Linked DNA regions of Macaca mulatta: region 1 is linked to region 2. Evidence: chromatin contacts called from public Hi-C data. All regions are on one chromosome and are shown on one strand. The core of a region is the stretch at or near the end of the contact, and the rest is flanking DNA. Distances in the headings are between cores, read along the strand shown. Region 1 overlaps ACTA2 (actin alpha 2, smooth muscle). Region 2 overlaps ANKRD22 (ankyrin repeat domain 22).

What was found. A called contact is a pair of places that touch in the nucleus more often than the background predicts.
Region 1: a Hi-C map of blood shows a contact between it and region 2, with 3 times the contacts expected there. The contact joins two enhancer-like sites. A contact is called at or near these places in 7 of 14 Hi-C or Micro-C datasets (CD4 T cells, blood, fetal cortex germinal zone and 3 more).

Annotation. Positions count from the first base shown.
Region 1 is chr9:101,011,334-101,017,244 of T2T-MMU8v2.0, reverse strand. ACTA2 (actin alpha 2, smooth muscle) reads left to right here. Exons shown (of 9, transcript NM_001258072.1): 8 at 925-1,106; 9 at 3,801-4,039. The coding sequence ends at 3,944. Among named protein-coding and RNA genes, the nearest start is that of ACTA2, 16 kb to the left of the region's middle. Within about 2 kb of position 3,309, at least 12 of the 40 cell types and tissues checked have an H3K27ac peak or open chromatin away from gene starts, as enhancers often do.
Region 2 is chr9:100,908,382-100,914,430 of T2T-MMU8v2.0, reverse strand. ANKRD22 (ankyrin repeat domain 22) reads left to right here. Exons shown (of 6, transcript XM_001082543.5): 2 at 5,822-6,013. Among named protein-coding and RNA genes, the nearest start is that of ANKRD22, 14 kb to the left of the region's middle. Within about 2 kb of position 4,235, at least 6 of the 40 cell types and tissues checked have an H3K27ac peak or open chromatin away from gene starts, as enhancers often do.

The DNA of each region.
Region 1 (5,911 bases), core at 2,060-4,559, 100 kb before region 2:
AGAGAAAAGTAGAAGAGCACTCAAAGTGAGTCTGTTCCTACATCCACATTGTCTTGGAGAGACAGGTTTGTATAGTTGTTTACATAGGCAGGCTCTGAGAGGGATGAGCCTGGGTTTCAGTCTTAGTTGTCTTGATCTTGGGAAAGTCACAACCTTCCCAATTTGTCTCCTCATATATAAAGTGGAGACTGTAATATTACTTATGTCCTAGAATGGCTGTGAGAATTACATGAGATAGATAAAGAACATTTAGCCCACTGCCTGGCAAAAGCAAGCATTCAATAATTATCAGATATCACTAGTAATTAATAATCAGGTAGTGCTATTGTTAACGTTATCATTACATCACAGCACCGCAGAAGATGAAGGGGCACCTAGAGATTTTTTTCAAAACACCTGCATCAGAAATTAACAAAAGTCCAGACCCGCCCCCCAAAAAAATTTTAGCAAGATTGGAAAAAATGATCCTTTGTCTGAACAGGATAGAAAATTTTCCTGATAATCCAGCCCCATTAGCTTTGGGGGCTGGGGCAGATGCAAGGTAGCTGTCAAATGGAGACCTGGGAGAGCTCTGAAGAGTGGCTGCAATATTGGCTCAGCATGGAAGCTTTACAGGGAATCGGAAGGCTTCACCCCTGATTTAAACCACATGGAGTGAGTAGTGAGTCTGTTAAAAAAAATCAGTGATACCTGTTGTAGCCTGTGCCTCAGGATGCTGCAGCAGGCCTTCCTCATCAGAAGGGAGTCAGGAAGACATAGAACGTAACAAGACCCTTTAGTCTCTCAGACAGGTGGTTCCTAGATTATTATGTCATCCCAGCCTCAGTCCACTGCAAGATCATCCAGATGCTCAAGTTTGGTCTTCCACGTCTAGCCTGGGTTTTACTCTCCACCTAAGGACCATGGCCTGTGTCTCTTTTCCAGGGATGGAGTCTGCAGGCATCCATGAAACCACCTACAACAGCATCATGAAGTGTGATATTGACATCAGGAAGGACCTCTACGCTAACAATGTCCTATCAGGAGGCACCACTATGTACCCTGGCATTGCCGACCGAATGCAGAAGGAGATCACGGCCCTAGCGCCCAGCACCATGAAGATCAAGGTACTGTTCAGTGACAGACTCAGTGGCAATGATGCCAGCAGTGTCAGCCCTATAACCACAGACTAGAACTCTTCAGAGACTGTATTTTGGTGACACGCAATTGTGGGTTTTAGGGGTAGGTAGTGGACACAAATCCCATATTTTACAGGATGTAAGTCAATCCAGTTCATAAGAAAAATTGAGTGACTTTATACAAAATTTGATCTCTGTTTATCCTTATCAGCTACTTTCAGCAGCTGCAATCAAGATCAGCAGAGCTCCCCACATGTTCATATCTCTTTAAAATATGCATTTTGTTTGCTCGACACAAAAAATAATGCATCGTGCATGTAACACATTTTAAAAAAATACAGATGACCTAGACTTATTTCTGAAGAACTTTAAACACTGTAGATTCAGGAGCGTTATACTCTTCTTCCATTACTAACCTCAATCCCGTGGCCAGGAATTCGAATTTTATCTTCATTCCTCTGTCTAGCACATCTTTTGATACAGGCGCTCAGAAGCACTGAATGACTCCAGGATGACCAAGCTCAGTCCCTGAGCCACCCAGGACCCCTGTATGTGGTGTGAATGTTGAGCCCTAGTGAAGGGAACTCAGGGATTAAATGGAGATAATTCTTTGGAGGCAAACTTAACCTGTGGCTGGTCACTTCTCAAAGGCTATTATCACTCTCTGAAGTAAGAAGGCCACACTTGGGACTTTCTGACTCATGTCACAGGAAGCAGAGGGGCAATTCTAGTGCAGTTCACACATGTGGGTATTTAAACAAATTCTCTCCTCTTTGCACTCCCTTCTGTTTTTTAGAAGGAGTATGCAGCTAACATTAGAGAGTGTGCTAGACTGAAACACGCACACTTTCTCTCTCCATGACAGGCTCTGACTAGTTCTGCCCTAAAACACTTCAGCGTGAGAGAAGAGAGACTGTTTTCCAACAGGGTTTGTGTTTCTTGGATGCCGTTCTGATCAGCTCTTACCTCCCTCTTATTTTCACAGCAGAGGGAGGAGAATGAAGCCAGCAGCTGGGCTCACTACAGAATTCATCTGGTTGAGGGTCGATAACAGAAAGAGGCTATTGCTAGAGTTGGGCAGTTCCTAGTTCTCTAAACTTAGTTTCTTGAATATAAATGAATGTGAAACTCTGGGCCCCAATGTAGTGAGATAGTACAGAGCACCAGGAGAAACCTGGGACAATAAGATGATAACATTTGGTGAAAACGGAACTGGATGAGGGACCTATGGGAACTCCCATAGAATTTGCCATAGGCTGTTCTTGCATTGCTATAAAGAAATACCTGAGACTTGGGTAATTTGTAAAGAAAAGAGGTTTAATTGGCTCACAGTTCAGCAGGCTGTACAGGAAACAGCTCTAGCATCAGCTTCTGGGAAGGCCTCAGTCTCAGAAAGCTTCGAATCATGGTGGAAGGCAAAGCAGGGGCAGACACCTCACATGGCAAAAGCAGGGGTAACAGAGAGGGCAGGGGTTGGGGGGAGGGTGCCACACACTTTGAAATGACCAGATCTCTCATGTGAACTCGGAAGAAGAGCTCACTTATCACCAAGGAGATAGCCTAAGCCATTCATGAGAGATCCACCCCTGTGATCCAAACACCTCCCACCAGACCCCACCTCCAACACTGGGGATTACATCCCAACATGAGATTCGGAGGAGACATCCAAACTATATTAAATTCTTTACAACTTTTCTGAAAATCTAAAATTATTTCAAAATAAAAAGGTTATTTTTAAAAACAAAACAAAACAAAAAACCACCTGGGAGAACCCAGGTTTGAATATTAGATCTGACACTGATATAACCAGTGTTACCTGGGTCAGTTACTTAAACTGTCTCAGCCTCTGTTTCCTCATATGTAATATGGGAGTAATTTAAGACTTATTCTTCAAGATATTTATGAGAATCAAATGAGATAATACATGTAAAATGCTTAGCATAGTGTCTGACATATAATTACGTGTTCAGTAAATATCAGTACTTTGTATTAAGAAGTACATGCTCAAGCAGAGCTCAGAAGATAAAGATTAAACTGGTTAACCAGTTTTCACTGTTCTCTGTGCCTAAACCATTCATTTATTTAAGAAACATGAGCATGCCTTGCATGTTAGGCCTATGCACTGGGAAAGGCCAAACAGTGCAGCTTAAGAGGCACCTATTGCAAGGGAATGTCCCCAGCAGGGGACCCTGAATCCCCCATTGTTAAACAGAGCATCTGGGTGAAAAGTGGTAGTTCGCTTCACCACGTCAAAAAACATTTGTATAGTAAGTCCTAGCACAATTACAACTTCTCCTTTGAATAGCCTAGAGTTTCTACAGAAAGTGTTTCGTGTTGAATTCTGAGGCTGAGTTCATGGAAATCAGAGGCATTGCCAGGGTTCTTAAGTGGGGGCCATGGCTAGATTTGCAGCCAACTCTGTTTGCTCAATAGTGTGGTTGAGGAGTTACACATGAGAAAAACGAATGTGCTTACTGAAGAATTTCTAAACCCGTGGCTCCCTCTGGCGGTCCTGCCAAGAACATGACACAATTAGGACACAATTGGCATCTAACAGACAAGCCTGTGTCCCTGCTGAACAAGAAACTAAGCCATGGTAGAACACCCAGGCTCTGTCCTATCGCACTAACGACTGCACTCATGATGACATTAATGACCCTTCTTTTTCATCTTGACTGACAGATCATTGCCCCTCCGGAGCGCAAATACTCTGTCTGGATCGGTGGCTCCATCCTGGCCTCTCTGTCCACCTTCCAGCAGATGTGGATCAGCAAACAGGAATACGATGAAGCCGGGCCTTCCATTGTCCACCGCAAATGCTTCTAAAACACTTTCCCGCTCCTCTCTGTCTCTAGCACACAACTGTGAATGTTCTGTGGAATTGTGCCTTCAGTTCTTTTCCAAGTCATTCCTAGCCAAAGTTCTGACTCGTTACCTATGTGTTTTTTAATAAATCTGAAATAGGCTACTGGTAACTTCTAGCGTTGGCCTCCGATCAATACCCGACCGAGATCACGTTAGGTTGACCTCACCCGTTACAGGATGGCTCCCTCTAGTGGTCCAGCTGAGCACATGACAATTAGGATGGATATGTTTCTCAAGCAAAGGGTAGAATCACATTACCTAAAGTGGGGAGCTGCATTTCGGTTCTGTAAAGAGGAATAATTTGAGAATACATTGGAGATTTTAAAAAATAACATGGACTACAGTGTATCAATGGGATAATCTACAGTACCTCATAACTTGCAAAGTGATTATATTACTTTACACTCATAACCCCAGTACTGGTAACCTGATGGGCGAAAACAATTACACATACACACACGTATATATATATACATATACACACATATATATGTGTGTGTGTATATATATACACTATATATATTAGAGATAAGGTCTCACTCTGTCGCTGGAGTGCAATGGTGTAATCATAGCTCATTGCAGCCTTGAACTTCTCGGCTCAAGCAATTCTTTCCTCTTGGCCTCCCAAAATGCTGGAATTATAGGCATGAGCCACTGTGCCTATGTATCTTAAAAGTAATATCTTGTATATTAAAAATCACACACACATATACATTTCCCATATGTATACACATGTATGTGTGTGACTTTTAATATACAAGATATGACTTTTAATGCATACACTATGTATTAAACATATATATATACACACACATATATATGTACATATAGAAACAGGTCTGACTTCTATGTTCATTGAGGGAAACATGGATTTTTTAAAAAACATTGAGAAACACTGCCTTAAAATCTCACTACACATCTGGACCATCTGTTTCCCTTCTCCTGATCTCTGTCTTTGAAAAGGATACTATGGATATATTCATGCCAGAAGGAATGAGAGAGATAACAATACTTTCCAAGGACTATTAGCATCAATCATCTGGCGAAGGGTTTTACACATAGCATCTCTCAGCTGTTCTTCACAACTATCTAGGGAAGTATTACTATCAGCCCACTTTATAGATGAGGAGACAGAGATTGCTCTAGAAACGCAACTGGATAGGAGAGTTACCAACTTCAGCTGTTCCTTTGCCCATTTGGCCTGAGGCACAAGGATATAAAAAAATACCAACCCTGCCGTTCAGGGTCTTAGCCTCAGACCACTCCTTGCCCAGGCTGTTCACCACCCTCAGTTGCTCCCAAGCTGGGAGCTGCTTGCCCTCCAGTGCATACAGTGTGTGTCAGCAGCTACTGGTTGTCCTGAGGAGCGAAGGTGGCTCTGTCCGTGGCAGCACCTCACTGCAGAGACCTCCAGGCCCAGGACTGAGTGTCTGTTTGGTCCAGAAAACCCAAACTTCCCTAGTATTCTCTGGCCCTGTAACTTGCAGATAATTAGGGTTAATACTACAAATAATAAGAGCTAGGATGTACTGGTGCCCGCCATGACCACAGCCTGTATCAAGCTCTTTATATTAGGATCTTATTTTCTCCTACAACAGCCCTATTATTTTGGTCTGCCTTTAAAAAAAATAGAGATGGGGTCTTGCCATGTTGCCCAGGCTGGTCTTGAACTCCTAGGCTCAAACAATCCCCCTGCTTTGGCCTCCTAAAGTGCTGGGATTACATGCATGAGGCACAGCACCTGAACATTACTGCCTTTTTACAGAAGAGTAACTGAGGCTAGCAGCAGCCCAATGTCATGCTGCTGGCAAAGATATCAGCTTGCTCCTTCTTGTGCTTGGTTTCCAACTTATATTTTTAGCCATTAGGCCAGCATCTCCCAAAGAATAGGCTATAGGGACCAACCTCATTGGAAGCTCATTTTAAAT
Region 2 (6,049 bases), core at 2,986-5,485:
GTTTTAATTATGATGGGCCAAAATCTTCCCCATCATGCTCAAAAGCCTCATCTACCCTTGTCTCAATCACATCTCCTGTCGTTAATCTATTCATCTATTTAAATGTCAATGCTATTTATTTAGTTATTGGATTACTCTGTTCTCATGCTGCTAATAAAGATATACCCAAGACTGGGTAATTTATAAAGGAAGACGTTTAATTGACTCACAGTTCCTCATGGCTGGGAAGGCCTCACAATCTGGCAAAAAGCAAATAAGGAGCAAAGTCAATCATGGCAGCTGGCAAGAGAGAGCTTGTGTAGGGGAACTCCACTGTATAAAGCTATCAGATCTAGTGAGACTTATTCACTATCATGAGAACAGCACAGGAAAGACCTACTGCTATGATTCAATTGCCTCCCTTTGGGTCCCTCCCATGACATGTGGGAATTATGGGAGCTACAATTCAAGATGAGATTTGGGTGGAGACACAGCCAAACCATATCAGTTATCTAGATATATCTATTTATTTATGACAAATATATAGTAGTATAATCAATGAAGATCAAACCTCTGACTTTCTGGCAAAAAATTTCAGTCAGTCTACAGTTCTTTCCATCCATATAGCTCTCTTTTCTCCCTTGCTTTGGCCTTAGAGCCAGAATTTTCCTTCCTAATGCTTCCATCTTAATACTCTCTATCCTATCATCTCTTCACTCTCTTTGAGCAATTATCTACCCTCTCATAACCACTTCTGTCCATCTTCTTTGACTCCTTATGCTTTAATAATTATAAGAGTAGCTAACATTAATTGAGGGTTTACTGTGACTCAGATCTGAGCTAAGTGCTTCATCTACACAGTTACATTTAATTCTTTCTGAAACTTAATAAAGAAGGCATGATTATCAAAAACAGAAGGAAACTTAGCATGAAAAGTTTAGGTAAGTTGTCCAAATAGCACAGCTGTTAAGTCACAGAGTTGAGATTGGAACACAGAGAGTTTGTTTCCAGAGCCTGGATCTGTAACCACTTGATGACACCACTTTGCCTACAAACGTGTGGAACGTTGGCTGGACACTGCTACCCACCTCTTTGAAGTCTCTAGCTTTCACTAACAGGTTTTTCACTGCCAAACTGACCACAATTCCTCTCCAATTGCATCCTCTAATTCTTCATAGACAATGTGCTCAGGCCTCTGTATTTTTCCTTCAGCCCCATCACTGTATGAAAATTGGCCTCTGCATGGCTGCTAATGATCACATCCAGTGATCTTTCTGTCTTCCTTCTTGAAACTTTCACTCCTTTGCCTTTGGGTCTTATCTTTTTCTGGTTTCTCCTGCAGGCTCTCTGATGACATTTCTTATCTCTTGGTGGATATTGCTGATTCAAGTCAGGTTGGAGAAGGAGTTTGGATGTATAACTAAGCACCAGCAAGCCAATGCCACAAGTGTACAGATCAATATCTTGAGTATAGACTGTAGCTTAATTCTGGACACAAACCTTAAATGTGAAGTTTTGTAGCCAGAAGACATTTTGAAGGCTTATTTTCAAGACTGAAGTAATTGGAGATAGAATGTATGCATCCTGCAGTCATTCCCCTTGATTTGACTCTTGGCCATGCCAGTTGTGAACTACGTCACTTTGGGCAAGGAAGACAATTTCCCTTAGTTTCATCTGTGCAAAATAGGTATATTAATACTACTTTATAGGGTTGTTGTGAGGATTAAAGTAGAATAAATGAGCTACTCAATAACTGTTAACTCATCTTATAATTTCTTCCTTCTCTTACTTACTTACTAAGTACATATTGAATGCCTACCATGCGTCAGGCACTATGTTAGATACTGGGGGTACAATGATGAATCAGTACAGACACAATGTAGCCTCATGTAGCCACAGTGCCCTTATATAGCTTACTGTCTAGCTGGGGAGATGGTTGTTAATAACACACATACCTTTATTTAGATCAAGGGTATGGATAAGACAGTGGTAGGAGATGAAGCTGGAAAAATGGCATATGGGATACTTGAGATTGAAAGAATTGTGTGCAGTGGTCTTGGTGAGAATGATGAAGATCTGAAGTAGCACTTTAGCAGTGAGGATGGACAGAAGGGTTCTGAGACTATTAGGGGATAGAGTTATTATAATAATTTCCCAAGTGTGTTTCTTCTACACCCAGGGTGCCCCCAAATTCCAGAGCTTAAGGAGTTAAAAGGGGTTTATGATAGCTTTTCCAGCAACCCAAATGGACAGTCCTTTCTCTTTTCCATTCCTGGCTTGTCAACCAGCACTTTCTATTGGACTTCCCTTCTGTCCGCTGTCAGTGCTTTTCTTACGCTGTGCTGCTCCCTAGTGGAAACCGAAAGTTCATAACAGCATGGAGTCTTTTCAGCTGTTAGTGCGACTCTCACATTAAATTATAGTCACGTATCACATGAGCTCACAGTCAGTGATGAACAGCATATACAGCGGTGTTCCTGTAAGATTATAATGGAGCTGCTCCACACAGGTGTACCATTTTATCTTTTACACTATATTTTTACTGTATATTTTTATATGTTCACCTATGTTTAGAGGCACAAATACTTACAATTGTGTTACAACTGCCTACCGTATTCTGTACAGTAACATGCTGTATAGGTTTTTAGCCTAGGAGCCACAGGGTATACCATATTAGTAATAGGCTCTACCACCTAGGTTTGTGTAAGTACACTCTATGATGTTCCCACAATGACAAAATCACCTAACAACACATTTCTCAGAACGTATCCCTGTCGTGAAGTGAAGCATGACTGTACTTGTACATCTCAACTGAGAAGGGAGACACTTAGCTTCCTGGTAACTCTGTGTCTTGGATCTAGGAAGCCTAAGAAAGACTAAAGATAAGACAGGGTTAGTATTTTATGTAATATTGCTCAAATTGGGTTGAGAAAGCCCTCAAAAGCACTGAGCGACTCTTGCAGAACAACTCCCCATCTTTTTCTCTTCTTCTTTTTAGTTACCTCTTAGTAAAGATTTTGAGAAGCCTAAGCAGAGAGCTCCTGGAGGTCTATGTTACCAGGAGGGTAACATAGATGAGTGAAGTGAACCAGTGTAATGTGATGGCAAGTGGAGGGGACTATGGAGAACTGGAGTCACCACCACTAAGCACCAGTTATTTGGTATCCTACAGGAATATGGGTCCAATGTTAGCAAAACTTTCTTTTTTCTTTCTTTCTTTCTTTCTTTTTTTTTTTGGAGACAGAGTTTTGCTCTTTCGCCCAGGCTGGAGTGAAGTGGCATGATCTCGGATCACTGCCAAATCAAGTGATTCTCCTGCCTCAACCTCCCGAGTAGCTGGAATTATAGCACCAGCCAACACACCCTGCTATTTTTTTTTTTTTGTATTTTTAGTAGGGATGGGGTTTCTCCATGTTGGCCAGGCTGATCTTGAACTCCTGACCTCAGGTGATCCACCCATCTCAGCCTCCCAAAGTGCTAGGATTGCAGGCGTAAGCCATTGCGCCCACCCAAAAGTTTCCATTTTTAAAGAGAAGCTGGAAAGCCAGATTACTACATGAAATATTCTAGTTTTTAAAATGTTGTTAAGTAATGTAAATATTTGAGAAAAGAGAACGAGAGCTCTAATGCCACTTGTTTTCAAGCTCTTCATGGTAGACCATCAATTTTCAAATGCTTGATGAGTAGTGGCCACTGCTAATCACTCCATTATTAAATTTTCACTAGTTTATGGTAAAATCTTTTAAAAGGACAATAAAATGAATTTTTCTATAAAGCTAACTAAATCTATCCAATATAAAGAACTGCTTTCTCCTCTGGTGATTATATTCTTACATATTTTGTTAAAATCTCCTTCATTTATCTTTGTATTTGTTCAAATATCTTTTATGAAATAAAAGTATTGTTTTAAATACATTTAATTGGAAAAATTAAGAGTTGGTGACTTAACACTGTCTTGTTGCATTTAGTTTTGTTTCACTTATTTTTGAAATCCAAATGACTGGGCATTGCTGCTAGGACAATGGCAAGTCACTGAAGGTTTTATTAAAGCACTGTTGTGTTGACATAACCCTAGACTCCAGCAGTGATGTGGAAGATTTGTTGGTTGAGACTAGAGTCCCAGAAGTAATAGAATATGAAAACCCAAGGGAACTTCTGACTTATTCCTTCATTTAATGACCGAGGACACTGAGATAGAGTAGGGAAGTGAATTGTCCACAGTCACCGGGGGAGGTAGTAACAGAGCCGCAATTACATCCTGTTTTTCTGACACGAGACAAGTATTTCAACTGCCCCAGTCCTTTCTACATCAGCCACACGGTATGCTGAGACGCTGAAGTGCCCACCTGTTGGAAAGCTTAGTAAAGGGAAGACTTCAGGATGACAGAACAGGGGATTTGTGTAATTGTGCATTTCTATTGAAACTTAAAGCCCATGCGTCACGTTCATTTCATTTTTAAGGTACAGAAGTTTGCCTTTAATTGCTGCTGAGTTAATTTTCTGTTAGGATGTTTCTTTCATGAGTAGGTCTTTAGGTTTAAAAGTATATTATAGTCCACTTATTGTGATATTTGGCTATGTTAGAACCTCAGTTTATTAGCAAATACACCCACTTGACTTTCCCCTTGATATGTCCCAATTTCTACAGGTGCTTATGTACCTACCCATACCAAAAGTTTTTTTTTTCTTGTCATTTACTCTGCATGTGAGTGTCTCTGTCGTATTTCCCCACTTGATGGATACATTTTACATGGGTAAGATGATGTATTTTATACTCTTTATTCTCTGGTACCTGTGACTGGCACACAGTAGGGATTTGACTTGATTATTAAAGAACGACAGTAGCAATAATGATAACTTTTATACATTAAGCACCATCCGTATGCCAGGTATTACTCTAAATGCTTTTTGAAAAACATCATGTAAAGAAGATTAATCTAAAAATATTTACTGTTTGCTGTGTTGAATGCTGGGGAAACAGCGGTAAATCAAATGGGGTTTACAGCCTGAACTTCAGTGCCTTCCTTCTCAGCACTGCCTCAAACCTCTCCTGATTCATGCTAGCCCGAAATGCATGATTGTACATAATTAAGAAAAGAGTTTTGGTTATGTCAGTTGCTGTGAGGGAGAGATACTGAATGTTGGAAGTAAGATAAGACTTGTTGGATAAAATGAAAATTAAGTTATGACACCAAGGGTGAGCTAGGTGTTATTCAGATGAAGGGCAGGGGGTATGTTTTATGCAGAGGGAGTATTCAGGGCAGAGGCCCAGATGGAAGGTACCAAACATCAAGTGTAGTTAGTCATATAATTTGTTATTTGTATATTATTTGCCTTAAAAAACTGTCTTTTCTGCTCTGTTGAGCTCCTTGAATACAGGGTGCGATGTAGGTCTTATTTCATCAATAGTGCTGCCCTAAACTCTTCCCCATATGTTTGTTTTCTATTTTATCTTTAGTAAAGATAAAGATAAAGGTATTTTATCTTTAGTAAAGAAAATGTCTGCTTTTCTGACAGGCTCACCTACCTGTAAGCACTATACATAGTTTCCTTACTGAGTTGAATTTGTAGTATTTCATTATTTATTCATCCATTTGTCTATTTGATGGGCATAAGTGTGTGCCAAGAAAACTTAGGAAAATGTAGGAGATTCCTCATGGGCTAATTCTTGATCTAGACTTAAGGTTTGGCATAACCGAGACCAGAAAATCTCACCTACAAAGCAATATATTACAATTTTAAAACATTTAAATTTTAATGTATTGGGTTATGACTTTTTTTTCCTTTTTGTGGTTTAATTATGCCAGTATTTAAAAACCTGCTTTTGTTTTTCCTGACTCAGCCCATCTGCCAAGCGGCCTATCAGAATGACTTTGGACAAGTGTGGCGGTGGGTGAAAGAAGACAGCAGCTATGCCAACATTCAAGATGGCTTTAATGGAGACACTCCCCTGATCTGTGCTTGCAGGCGAGGGCATGTGAGAATCGTTTCCTTCCTTTTAAGAAGAAATGCTAATGTCAACCTCAAAAACCAGGTGAGGTCATGACACAAAAGGAGAGTGTAATTGTTC